Regions from separate parts of the Sus scrofa genome. Here all the other regions are linked to region 1. The links are chromatin contacts, called in public HiChIP or PLAC-seq maps. All regions are on one chromosome and are shown on one strand. Each heading gives the region's core, a stretch centred on a gene start, on an enhancer-like site or on the middle of the called end of the contact. The rest is flanking DNA. Distances are from core to core; before and after follow the strand shown. Region 1 has its middle 22 kb from the start of ZNRF2. Region 2 overlaps NOD1 (nucleotide binding oligomerization domain containing 1). Region 3 has its middle 48 kb from the start of NOD1. Region 4 has its middle 69 kb from the start of NOD1.

Region 1 (2,969 bases), core at 181-2,680:
CACCACAACGCCGGATCCTTAACCCACTGAGCAAGGCCAGGGATCGAACCCGCAAACTCTTAGTTCCTAGTCGGATTCGTTAACCACTGAGCCACGACGAGAACTCCATATATGATATCACTTATATCTGGATTCTAATATATGGCACAAATGAATCTTTGCACGGAAAAGAAGATCATGGACTTGGAGAATAGACTTGTGGTTGCCAGGAGGGATGGGGAGGGAGTGGGATGGACTGGGAACTTGGGGTTAATAGATGCAAACTCTTGCCTTTGGAATGGATAAGCAATGAGATCCTGCTGTATAGCACTGGGAACTATATCTAGTCACTTATGATGGAGCATGGTAATGTGACAAAAAAGAATGTATACGTGTGTGTGACTGGGTCACCTTGCTGTACAGTAGAAAATTGACAGAACACTGTAAACCAGCTATAATGGAAAACATTAAAAAAGAGAGAGAGAGAGAAAGAGAAGTGTCCAGACTAAGTAAATCCATAGAAACAGAAAGCAACTTAGTGTTTTCCAAAAGCAACCCAGTAGGAGGGGAAAGCAGAGCAATTGCTAATGAATAGAGGGTTTGGGGGGATGAAATGTTCCAGAACTATGTAGTGGTGATGGTTACACGACCCTGGGAATATACTCCAAACCACTTTTAAGGATATCTTAAAAGGGCAAATTTTATGTTTGTGAATCATATCTCGATTTTTAAGAAGACTTCATTAATATCTTCAGGCTCTTGACCTCACAATTTCCTTCCAGTTTACCTTAACTCTGGGTCTCACCGCCTTCCCTGTACAGATGGGCTATCTGTGCCTTTGCAGATAGTGTTTTTTCTGTCTGAAATAACCTCCCTTTCTCCACCTTGTTTGCAGAGCTAACTCCTACCATCCTTCTAAATCGCAGCCACCACTTCCTTCGGAAAGCCTTCCTGAACTCTCCAGAATTCATCACTTCCTCCTCTGTGGCATCTCCATCCCTCGTACACACTTTCAGTATTTATCACACAGCTTTCATTTCTTTGTCTCTGTCTCCCCCACTACAATGAGCTCTCCGGGTGTACAAATTGTGTCTTAAAGAGTGTTGCCTCCTCAGAGCCTAGAACCATTAGTTGCAATTCTACATTCTATGTCTGTTGAATTGTAGCTGAAGTTACAACTCTTTATTTCCTGAGTTTCCCCCAAGGACTTCAAAAGAACTAAAATATCTTAGAACCAAATCTCACTTTTCTGCCACACAAACATGATCTTGCTAAGGGACTCTTCTTCCTGGCAGGGCTGGCTCTTGTCCTGTGCCAGCAGGCATAGACCTCACGGGTGAAGCTTCTTCAGTAAGGGCAGTGACCAAAGAAAAATTAATTGCTGCCTTCCCTTTGTGCTTATGTGATCCATTAGAAGGTACGTTCAGAAAGAACACGTGACACTAGATGACTCTGCAGAGATGCTGCTACCACTTCTTCTATTGTCCAACTACCCACATCAGGACAGTTTGTGTACTGCACAGAAAAGATTAATTCTTGTCAAAATAAATGAGGGAAGAGAATGTGCTAACAGGGCTGCATCCAAGATATGACCTTGTTTGTCTGAGACTTCCTCACAGAGATGAAAATAGGGCAAATCTTAAAGCAATGCCTCACTAGGAAGTAGCAGGCCTCCTGAGACTGTACAGGGAAAGACAAGTGTCACAGACCCTTTATGTCTGCTGAGCCCACGCCGTTCCCCCCAGCCATTTTGACCATTAAAGTACCTAGAATGCTTTGAACTTCTCAGCAAACATACAGCTTACACAGCCTTGGAAATATACCTAAAAGTGGATATTGAGGATAGAGAGAACAGATTTCAGGGTTTTTTTTTTTTAGTTTGGTTGTTTGGTTTTTTTCTTTTCTTTTTTAGGAACGCACCCATGGCATATGGAAGTTCCCAGGCTAGGGGTCGAATCAGAGCTACAACTGCTAGCCTATACCACAGCCACAGCAATGCAGGATCCAAGCCAAATCTGTAACCTATGCTGCAGCTCACGGCAACTCTGGATCCTTAACCCACGGAGTGAGGCTGGGGATCGAACCTGCATCCTCATGGTTCCTAGTTGGGTTCATTAACCACTGAGCCACAAAGGGAACTCCACAGGTTTCAGTTTTGAATGGGGGAAAGTCACAGACTCTATGGAAGGTTAGTAAAAGAACCTCTGATGAATAGATTTGTATGAGGTGGTAGTAGAGTGTGTGCGTGTGTGTGTGCGTGTGAACTTACACATGTGAGGAATCTTATTTCTTTTGTAAATTAAGTTTTTCAGTGCTTTTTGGTCTTTAGCGTTTTTTAAATAAGCATAAAGGGATAAATCAAATCACCTAAAAAACTACCACTCAGATGCAACTACTGTTAACATCTCAACACATTTATTTCTAGTCTTCCTTCCATTAATTTTTCTTTCTATAATTGAAACCTTAAATGTCTCTGGATAGCTGGATTTGTTGCCCTTTTTGCTTCTTTTTTCCACTTTTGCTTGCAAGGATAGAAGATTTGCTAAGGTTACCTTAAGTAGTTTCCATTAGATAATGGAAGTTTATTCAGGTCTGCCATCATGAGACCCCAGAAAAGAACAGACGGTCCCGTGGTGTCTAGAAGGTCCCTCTGAAACTTTGGGTCACTCAGGGCCCCGAAGCCACAGCTTTAGCAACCAGGTTACTCAGTCCCCTTTCATTTATTAACCCTATATGCTTGCGACAGACCTTGTTTTCCAAAAGTGGCTGCAAAAATATCTCCAGTTCTACGTCCTCCGCTAGAACCCTGCCATTCCTCTAACAAGAAGCGGAGTCTATGATCCCTCCTTTTGAAAGTGGAAGGCAGCTATGCCCACCACTATACCACCACTGCACAATGGAAGGCAAGGCCATCTCCTCCTGTTTTAGAAAGTAGAAGGAGGGCACACGAAAAGCGCCCACCCTGAGTGCCGTGACTTGGATTTGAACCG
Region 2 (2,969 bases), core at 270-2,769, 180 kb before region 1:
CTGCGCCACAACGGGAACTCCTGATCAGGCTTCTGAACGTGCCTCCTGACCTTGGCTTGCGGCAGGACCGTGCTTTCCAGAACACCTCTCATCCCTCCCTGGGGCCGAACGGCTGCTGGGAGCCCAGCCCTCCGCAGGCCTTCCTTTCTGGCTGCTGCGAACCGGGATCCCCTGCCGGTGACATGCCTGGGGCGGTCGTGAGCTCAGGCTCCGCCGGGCTGCTTTCCGAGCATTCGGGGGTGAGCCTCGGCCTCGAACTGTGCAGCTGGCCCACTTGCCTTCTGCTCGGGAGGCTTCGCTCTCCTCTCCCTCCTCCGGGGCTGGCATAGGGGTTGCTCTCCAGGCCGCAGCTCCAGGGACGGAGCAAACACACCTGCCCGCGGAGTGGCAGTCAAACCATGGCCACGAGCAGAACACAAGGGATTCGCGTGAGATAATCTGCAGTCTTGCCTCTGCTCGCAGGATGTGGGGCAACCAAATCGGCGACGAAGGGGCGAAGGCCTTCGCAGAGGCTCTGAGGAACCACCCCAGCCTGACCAACCTGAGGTAGTAGCCGCCTTCTGACACCTGCCGTCTCCAGGGCCAGCCTGCTTACCCCGCATCCCTCTTATTCTCCCAGGGCAGGAGCCAAGGGGAAGAGGGGGGCTGGCATGCCTAACGCGGGACGTACTTGTGTGTCGTTTTTCCTTTTCTTTTAAAAAATATTTTTATTGACATAAACTATCAAGCATATTTTGCTTTTATGCTTAAATTGTCAGCTCCGTGGCATGACACGTGCACATACCAATCAGATCAAGACATGGGATACTGGGAGTTCCCCTTGTGGCTCAGTGGCAATGAACCTCACTAACATCCATGAGGAAGAGTTCAATCCCTGGCCTCGCTCAGTGGATTGGGGATCTGGCATTGCCAAGGCTGTGGTGCAGGCTGGCGGCTACAGCTCCACTTCGACTCCCTAGCCTGGGCCCTTCCATATGCCCTGTGGGTACAGCCCGAAAAAGACAAAAGAAAAAAAAGACACAGGATATTGCCACCCCCCTTGGCAGTCTCCTGGCACCCCTTGAGGGCCAGGGAGGAATCCTGGGGTCCAGACAAAACTGAAAAGGACACTGGGCAGCAGATTCCTGCCCCTTCGTCATTCTCAGGATGGTGCTGGTACAAGAGGGGACCCACCCCTTCTGTAAACAGACCTGGTCCTCCCCGGCCCTCCTTTAGGCCTCTGGCCAAATCTCTGCAACTTGGGTGTCTCCCGATTGCCCGCACCCTTCCTGCCACCGCCAGAGAGTCTAGTGGTGGAGACAGTGGCAGAGTTCCTTCCCTAGGAGAACAGAGGGCACTTCCCCAAGCTTCATGGGCGGGCGCCTGTGAGAGGTCAGCCCTCCCAGGCGGAGCTCACCAGGCTGCCTCAGCCCACAGTCGGCACTGTGACCCCATCGCGCCGATGTTCCCTTTCCTGTCTGGCCTCTCTGTGGGCATCGGCGCCTGTCCTCCTGCTCTGAGCCTGCGCTCTGCAGTGACAAAGCCTATGCTGCTGCTGGCGAGGCTGAGCACTTCTGCTTCCTGCCTCAAGTCCGCCCGGGCAGGGGCCTCCTCCAGGCAGTCTTCCCGGCTGTTTGCATTGCTGAAACCAAACCCACATGTAGACGTGTTTGGTGGTGGGTGGTGTTTTTAAATTTTTAAATTGAAGTATAGTTGATTTACAAAACAGAAAGAGACCCACAGACATAGAAAACAAACCTGGGGGGAGGAATAAATTTGAAGGTCGGGATTAAGAAATACACACTGTTATATATAAAACAGAAAACCAACAAGGACCTACCGTATAGCACAGGGAACTATAGTCTATTTTGTAACAACCTATAAGGGAAAAGAATCTGAACAAGAATGTGTGTGTGTGTAACTGAATCCCTGTGCTATACACCCAAAAATAGACACTTTTTTTTTTTTTTTTTGTCTTTTTGCTTTTTCTAGGGCCGCACCCACGGCATATGGAGGTTCCCAGGCTAGGGGTTGAATCGGATCTGTAGCCACCGGCCTACACCACAGCCACAGCAACGCGGGATCCAAGCCGCGTCTGCAACCTACACCACAGCTCACGGCAACACTGGATCCTTAACCCACTGAGCAAGGCCAGGGATCGAACCTGCAACCTCATGGTTCCTAGTCGGATTCGTTAACCACTGTGCCATGACGGGAACTCCCCCAAAACTAGACATGTTTTTAATAACCTCCTGCAAACATTTTTCTGTCCTAGTCTTGCATTCAACGGCATCTCTACAGAAGGAGGAAAGAGCCTCGCACAGGCCCTGCAGCAGAATGCGTCTCTGAGAATATTCTGGTAACGATGAGAGTCATTTTGAAAGGTTGGGTCTTGGGGATTTTCCCAAAGGCTGTGCACAGCCTGGAATCTTAAAGGCTGGTCTGTCCATTGAAAAGGCTCCAGGCCATCCCTCAAAGGAAGGGTTATCATTTAAATTCCTCCCAGAGAAGATAATAGCTGTTCTCAGAAGCACAAACAGGGACAGAAGGGGTGGGGGAGGAGGCCCCAGGAGCATGAGTTTGAGGCGGTCCCCTTCTTCGCCGCCCTAGGCCTCAGGAAAACCAGGGGACTAGCCCTTCTAACCATCAGGGTATTATAAGAGCATCCTCAGTTGTGCCTTTGGAGTCCAGCTTCCATCCATGCGCGTGTCTCGCCGTTTCCCTCCTCCTTCCTCGGGAGGGAGCTGCCTTCCTCCCCAGGCAGCCCCCACTTTCCCCAGGGAGCCACCTCCCGATTTGGCCTTGATGCTCCAGCTCATCTGTCACCTGTCACAGGAAGCCGGCCGTTTTCTCTCCTTCTCTATACTCCCGGGCCACTAATTCCTTTCTAGTATTCCACTCTTCATTTTGCAGTTTTTTACCCTATTTTTATTTTATTGTATTTTATTTACTTGCCCGTGTCATGAACTACTTCCGGGTGAGGAGGTTCT
Region 3 (2,969 bases), core at 127-2,626, 160 kb before region 1:
TTCCACGGGACACATGGGTTGATTTGAGGACAGAAATTACAGCTCCCATTTTTCAGACCTACATTTATGGCACGTCCATGCTGACTGGGAACTTAGGAGCGGTGTCAAGTCACTGTGGGGCTTTGGGCCACGTCCTGAGAAGTGGGGATCCCAGAGTACCGGCTCGTGGGGCTGTTGTGAGGATTAAATGAGCCGATACATGGAAAGCGGTTAGCACAGTGCCTGGCGCAGGGTTGATGCCCCACATGTGATGTGATGGCATAAAACCATTTCTCACCCGCAGGTGTCCTCTTCTCACTCTGAGACTTAGAGAACTTCCCAAAAAGGTCAAAGATGGGACGGACTGAAAGTTCTCAAAGCTCAGGTCTAAAAACATTCAGCATCAAGCCTCCTGCACTACCCTAGCTTCCTCAGGGAAAAGCATAGCTGTTAGTTGTCACCATTCCTGCCGAAGGGCCCCACCATCGAAGTGTCACTCACTGGATCGAGGGAGGTGCCTTCCTATCTTCACAGTAAGAACAGAGAGGACGCTGGCACCACGGCCCAGAGCCGGGCCCTCCAGCTTCTGACAGGTGTCCCTTTCAGGTCCCCAGCTCAGAAGGCGCATTTGGCTCCGCGGTGTTGGTCCTTTTCCAGGTGTGACACACGTCTGCTTCCAGTAACTAATTGCTCATTTACAGGAAAACAACCAAACCAAACCCTTGCTCTGGAGCTGAAAGGCAAAACGGTGACCATTATCCCAGGCTCCTAGACAGGAATTTTAATGAAAATGGAATTAGCTGGTAAGGAAACCAAAGCTCAGGTTACCACACGGGGGGCGGGGGTGGGGGTGGGGGGGAGAAGTTGAGGGGGGGGTCCCTTCCCAGCCTGATGCTCACAGCCGTCAACCTAAGGTAACTGCACCCAAGACCAGCTGAAAACTTTTAGAAGCACAAACCCCTGAGAAGTTTATAGGTCCCCAGTGTTCTGTAATATTTTTTAAAAGATTTGAAATAAAAATAAGTTACAAAATAAGTTCAAGGGTGTTCCGTTTCTGATTTTTCCCACAACTCCTCGGGTGCTTTTATGAGCAAATAACATATCAAAATACCTCCAGCTTTTTTTCCCTTTGTCTCTGTCATCGTATTTTGCTTTTGCTATCAAAGCAGTATCCATATTAGAGACCATTTTAAATAATGCTTATGACCCAAAGCTAACACAGCTACTTTAATTTCTGCATGTCATCTTCCCATGTTTTGCCTACTTTGAGACTTTTTATTGTAAAATACACAATTTACCACCCTAATGTTTAAGGGGACAGTTCAGTGGTATAAACACGACCATATGTTGTGTAACCATCACCAACACCCACTTCCAGAATTAGTCTTCCTGTCAAACCAAAACTCTATACTCTGTGAGTAATAGTTCCCCATTTTCCCTTCCCCTGAGCCCCTGGAAACTACCTACTTTCTGCCTCTGATTTTGACTATTCTAGGTCCCTCATACGAGTAGAGCCATACAGTATTTGTCTTTTTGAGCCTGGCTTATTTCATTTACCATAATATCCTTAAGGTTTGTCCATGTCAGAATTTCCTTTTTTAAGGCTGACCATTTTGAGACTTTTTTTTTTTTTTTGGTCTTTTGTCTTTGTGTCTTTACAGGGTCGCATCTGCGGCATATAGGAGATTCCCAGGCTAGGGGTCTAATTGGAGCTGTAGCTGCCAGCCTACACCACAGCCACAGCAACGCCAGATCCGAGCCATGTCTATGACCTACACCACAGCTCACAGCAACACCAGATCCTTAACCCACTGAGTGAGGCCAGGGATCGAACCTGCAACCTCATGGTTCCTAGTCGGATTCATTTCCCCTGCGCCATGACGGGAACTCCTGAGACATCTTTTCACATAGTTATAAACACAGTGTACGTTTGCCGTTTCTTTCAAATATTTTCCCACATTATAATCTATCATCTGTATTCTATTTGATCATTTGCTTAGTTATGTTCCAAGAGCCAGACATTCTGGTTTCCAGATTGGCTGTGGTGGTCGTGGTGATTATTAGAGACAAGTCTATGGAAGTAAAAATGTCTTTAGGATGATTCCTTTGGAGTGAGATTGGCAAGTCAAGTGAATTTTTCTTTCTTTCTCAATCTATGTGAACCCATCCAGTTTAGGAGCCTCAGAAGTGGCTTAGAAGTAGGTGGAAGTTGGAGACCAATGTCATGTCTCCTTTGAAAGGGGATGAGACTCCCTGCCCTGGACTCTCACCCTGGACAGTCCAGGCACTGCCCGCACATGCAGATGTGTTACAGCCACACATGGGCACTGGAAACAACCACAGCTGCTGGGAAGAATGAGTAACCCATAAATCGGCAGCTGTTTTCAAGCAGCATCGTGCACGATGACCATGTGCGACTGGATAGGTGCATCTTCAAAATCAGTTTTCCTTGATCTTAAATACTTCTATGTGTGCATGTATCTCCACTTTGCCTGAACAAGTCAGTCTGACTGGACCCGTGAGCACTGGGTCAAATGGAAACTAATTCGTCCCCCAACTACCCTATGAAGTAGGGGTTACTTCCTGAGTGAGGAAACTGAGCATTTGGGCAGATAGGATATGCAGCTTGTCTTACTACTGAGGTTGTGCATAAAAATAGGGAAGGAGCAAAACCCCTTTAGGAAAGGGATTTTTGGCAAATGTAGATGGTTGGACCTGATAATATCCACAATTTTTGAGCTCACTTCACCTCCCCTGTTCTGCCAGTGGGGACAGTGACACTGGGGAGGAAACGACTTGCCCAAGGTCATACGCATCATCGTCAATTGAATAAGAACTAGAACACAGGCCTTGTGGCTGGCCTGACCCTCTGTTCTGATGGTTTGTGACCTCCAGTTCATTCTCCAACTGACCTTTTTTTTTTTTTTCCTGCCAAGCCTATTCAACTTGATTCCAATCCACTAGGGCAAGTTAAACAAAATGAACTCTTC
Region 4 (2,969 bases), core at 211-2,710, 140 kb before region 1:
TCGTTTCCACTGAGCCTCGACGGGCACTCCTCCAGTACTTTTTTTTTTTTTTTGTCTTTTTGCCATTTCTTGGGCCGCTCCCACGGCATATGGAGGGTCCCAGGCTAGGGGTCGAATCGGAGTTGTAGCCGCCAAGCCTACGCAGGGGCCACAGCAACGCCGGATCCGAGCCGCGTCTGCAACCTACACCACAGCTCACGGCAACGCCGGATCATTAACCCACTGAGCAAGGGCAGGGATCGAACCCACAACCTCATGGTTCCTAGTTGGATTCGTTAGCCACTGCGCCAAGATGGCAACTCCTAAACATTTTTTTTTTTTTTTTTTTTTGGTCTCTTTGCCATTTCTTGGGCCTCTCCCACGGCATATGGAGGTCCCCAGGCTAGGGGTTCAATCGGAGCTATAGTCGCCGGCCTACACCAGAGCCACAGCAATGCGGGATCTGAGCCGCGTCTGCAACCTACACCACAGCTCACGGCAACACTGGATCTTTAACCCACTGAGCAAGGCCAGGGATTGAACCCACAACCTCATGGTTCCCAGTTGGGTTCCTTAACCACTGAGCCACAATGGGAACTCCCTTACAAACATTTCTTGCAGGTAGATTCTTCTCACTATGTTTTGTGTTTCTATTTTGTTTCCTTGTCAGCTCTTCTTTATTTTTGCCCTTCCCAATTTGAGAATAAAACTTCCAATGTGCCTTTCTTTTTTTTTTTTTTGGTATCCTGCAATGGCTACAAGGTAATCTGTGATTTGCTTCTTCACCTTATAAAAGGAGGAAAAATAGAAACAAATGAACCTATTTGACATGTGAATTTTAACAAACTTAAAACTGTTTTGAGAGCTCTTTTTGAATTTTCAAAACTTAGGCTAAAAGAACAAAAACTAGAGATCCTGTCATGGCGCCACAGAAATGAACCCCACTAGGAACCATGAAGTTGCAGGTTTGATCCCTGGCCTCCATTGGTGGGTTAAGGATCCAGTGTTGCTGTGAGCTACAGTGTGGGTCACAGACGTGGCTTGGATCCTGCCCTGTATGGCTGTGGTGTGGGCTGACAGCTGCAGCTCCGATTCGACCCCTAGCCTGAGAACATCATATGTGGCAAGCACAGCCTTAAAATGCAAAAAAAAAAAAAAAAAAAAAGGAAAGAAAAAAAAAAAACCTGACAAAACGTAGGAGAAATTTGAAAAAGTGTTACCTACTATAGGAAAAACTACCTTTGAGTCTGACGAAACAGACCTTTCCAGGAGCTCTTGAGTGTCAGAAGTCCTCTGGGCAGATGATGTTCAGGTGAAGGCTGGAACCGAAAGCCCTCGTGCCGCAGAGGTGATGACAAGCAGAGTGAATTAGGCAAAATTAGTTTCCTGACAGCTTGGATTTTCTTCTTCCTTCTTTCCTGCTAATTTTGTTAGCGGACTCTGGTGCCCCCTAGCCAGTACCTAAGGCTGCACAGAATGTTTCCACAATCCTCACTGTTGTATTTTCACTTCCACCTTCTCTGTAAGAAAAGGCAAAACCCCTCATGGTGGTGTTTTATGGTTTGTTTTCTTTTCCCAGTCAGTTACTTCTCTAAATCTAATTGACTGCTAGATTATTTTCATTCCCAACCTGACCTCCCTGGTAAAAACTTAAAGTGACAGCTGTTACACAATTTATATACTTCAGGTGGCAGGTCTCTTAGCATATTTGAATTTTCCTCCCATTTATTAACCCCAACTCTTGGGTCTTAACAAAAATTGGAATCTGACCTCAAGCCAACAAAATTCGTTTGCTGAGATCATTCTAGTACAGACATCACAGGTTCATTAGGAGTGGGAACAGGGGCTATCCATGTGGCAATGGCCAGTCTGTTGTCTTCAGAGACTCTTCAGCCGGATTTGGAAGCATTCTTTGCCTTCACTCAGGGAATCTGCCAGCCTCAAGGGACAAGCAGTTGGTTCAAGTCTAATGTGATAAATGTTATTTATATTCCCAATACAGTCTAACCCCCATCGTTGTTTTCAACCAATGTATCAGTGTGTGAGATACTGCTACAGCAGAGCACAGAGGAAATTGTGCAGCACTCTATATCAACTCAGAAAATAAAAGAGGAAGGAACACTTTGCAACACTTCCATTACCCTGATACCAAAATCAAAGCTACTGCAGGAAAAGAAAACTATAGACTAATAACCCTCTTGGACATAGATGCAAAAAAGAAAAAAAAAAATCCTTAACTACTATGAGCAAATTGAATCCAGAAATATATGAAAGTTTGGTTCAACATTCAAAAAATCAGTGAAATCTACCATGTCAGCAAATAAAAGAGAAAAAAACCCTTACAATCATTTCAATAGACAGAGAAAAAGCATTTGACAAAATTCAATATCCATTCATGATAAACTGTCTTAGGAAAAAGGAACACAAGGAGCATTCTCGATTTTATAAAGGGCCATCTACACAAAAGTCTACAGTTAACAAACCTGAATAGTGAGACTGAAGGCTTTCCCTGTAAGTTCAAGAACAAGTGAGGTTCTCTGCCTTTGGCACTTCCACTTACCTCATCCTGGAGAGCCCAGGCAGCGTAATAAGAGGCAAGGAAGCGGGGGAGAGGGACTAGAGAAACAAAAATGCTTTGGGGAACAAAAGAATAAAGTGGGAGATCTCAAACTACCTCATTTCAAGACTTACTACAAAGCACAAAGCTACAGTAATCAAGACAATATAGCACTGGGGAAGGAAAGAAATAGAGGCAGAATAGACAATCCAGAAATGAACTCACACATATACGGATAACTGATTTTTTTTGGCCATGCCTGAGGCATGCAGAAGCTCCTGGGCCAGGGGTCCAACCCAAGCCACAGCAGTAACAACACCCAAGCCTTAACCTCTAGGCCACCAGGGAATTCCTGATTTTCGACACAATATAATCTGAGTAAGAACAGTCTTTTTAACAAGTGGTGCTAGAATAATTAGGCATTTGTATGCAA

Evidence for each region. HiChIP or PLAC-seq counts read pairs in DNA pulled down with a chosen protein or histone mark.
Region 2: a contact with region 1 is called in an H3K27ac HiChIP or PLAC-seq map of alveolar macrophages. The contact joins two enhancer-like sites. A contact is called at or near these places in 2 of 47 Hi-C or Micro-C datasets (omental adipose tissue and subcutaneous adipose tissue) and 1 of 2 datasets of contacts at active chromatin or transcription factors (alveolar macrophages).
Region 3: a contact with region 1 is called in an H3K27ac HiChIP or PLAC-seq map of alveolar macrophages. The contact joins two enhancer-like sites. A contact is called at or near these places in 1 of 5 promoter capture datasets (liver), 18 of 47 Hi-C or Micro-C datasets (alveolar macrophages, blood, brain and 9 more) and 1 of 2 datasets of contacts at active chromatin or transcription factors (alveolar macrophages).
Region 4: a contact with region 1 is called in an H3K27ac HiChIP or PLAC-seq map of alveolar macrophages. The contact joins two enhancer-like sites. A contact is called at or near these places in 2 of 47 Hi-C or Micro-C datasets (both in embryonic fibroblasts) and 1 of 2 datasets of contacts at active chromatin or transcription factors (alveolar macrophages).

What each region holds. Positions count from the first base shown.
Region 1 is chr18:42,672,006-42,674,974 of Sscrofa11.1, forward strand. No RefSeq gene overlaps it. Among named protein-coding and RNA genes, the nearest start is that of ZNRF2, 22 kb to the left of the region's middle. Within about 2 kb of position 1,431, at least 8 of the 83 cell types and tissues checked have an H3K27ac peak or open chromatin away from gene starts, as enhancers often do. A contact at or near this core is called in alveolar macrophages and retroperitoneal adipose tissue, where this site is marked.
Region 2 is chr18:42,487,567-42,490,535 of Sscrofa11.1, forward strand. It overlaps NOD1 (nucleotide binding oligomerization domain containing 1), which reads left to right. Exons shown (of 14, transcript NM_001114277.1): 10 at 463-546; 11 at 2,255-2,338. Among named protein-coding and RNA genes, the nearest start is that of NOD1, 24 kb to the left of the region's middle. Within about 2 kb of position 1,520, at least 12 of the 83 cell types and tissues checked have an H3K27ac peak or open chromatin away from gene starts, as enhancers often do. A contact at or near this core is called in alveolar macrophages, where this site is marked.
Region 3 is chr18:42,511,260-42,514,228 of Sscrofa11.1, forward strand. No RefSeq gene overlaps it. Among named protein-coding and RNA genes, the nearest start is that of NOD1, 48 kb to the left of the region's middle. Within about 2 kb of position 1,377, at least 5 of the 83 cell types and tissues checked have an H3K27ac peak or open chromatin away from gene starts, as enhancers often do. A contact at or near this core is called in alveolar macrophages and retroperitoneal adipose tissue, where this site is marked.
Region 4 is chr18:42,532,256-42,535,224 of Sscrofa11.1, forward strand. No RefSeq gene overlaps it. Among named protein-coding and RNA genes, the nearest start is that of NOD1, 69 kb to the left of the region's middle. Within about 2 kb of position 1,461, at least 3 of the 83 cell types and tissues checked have an H3K27ac peak or open chromatin away from gene starts, as enhancers often do. A contact at or near this core is called in alveolar macrophages, where this site is marked.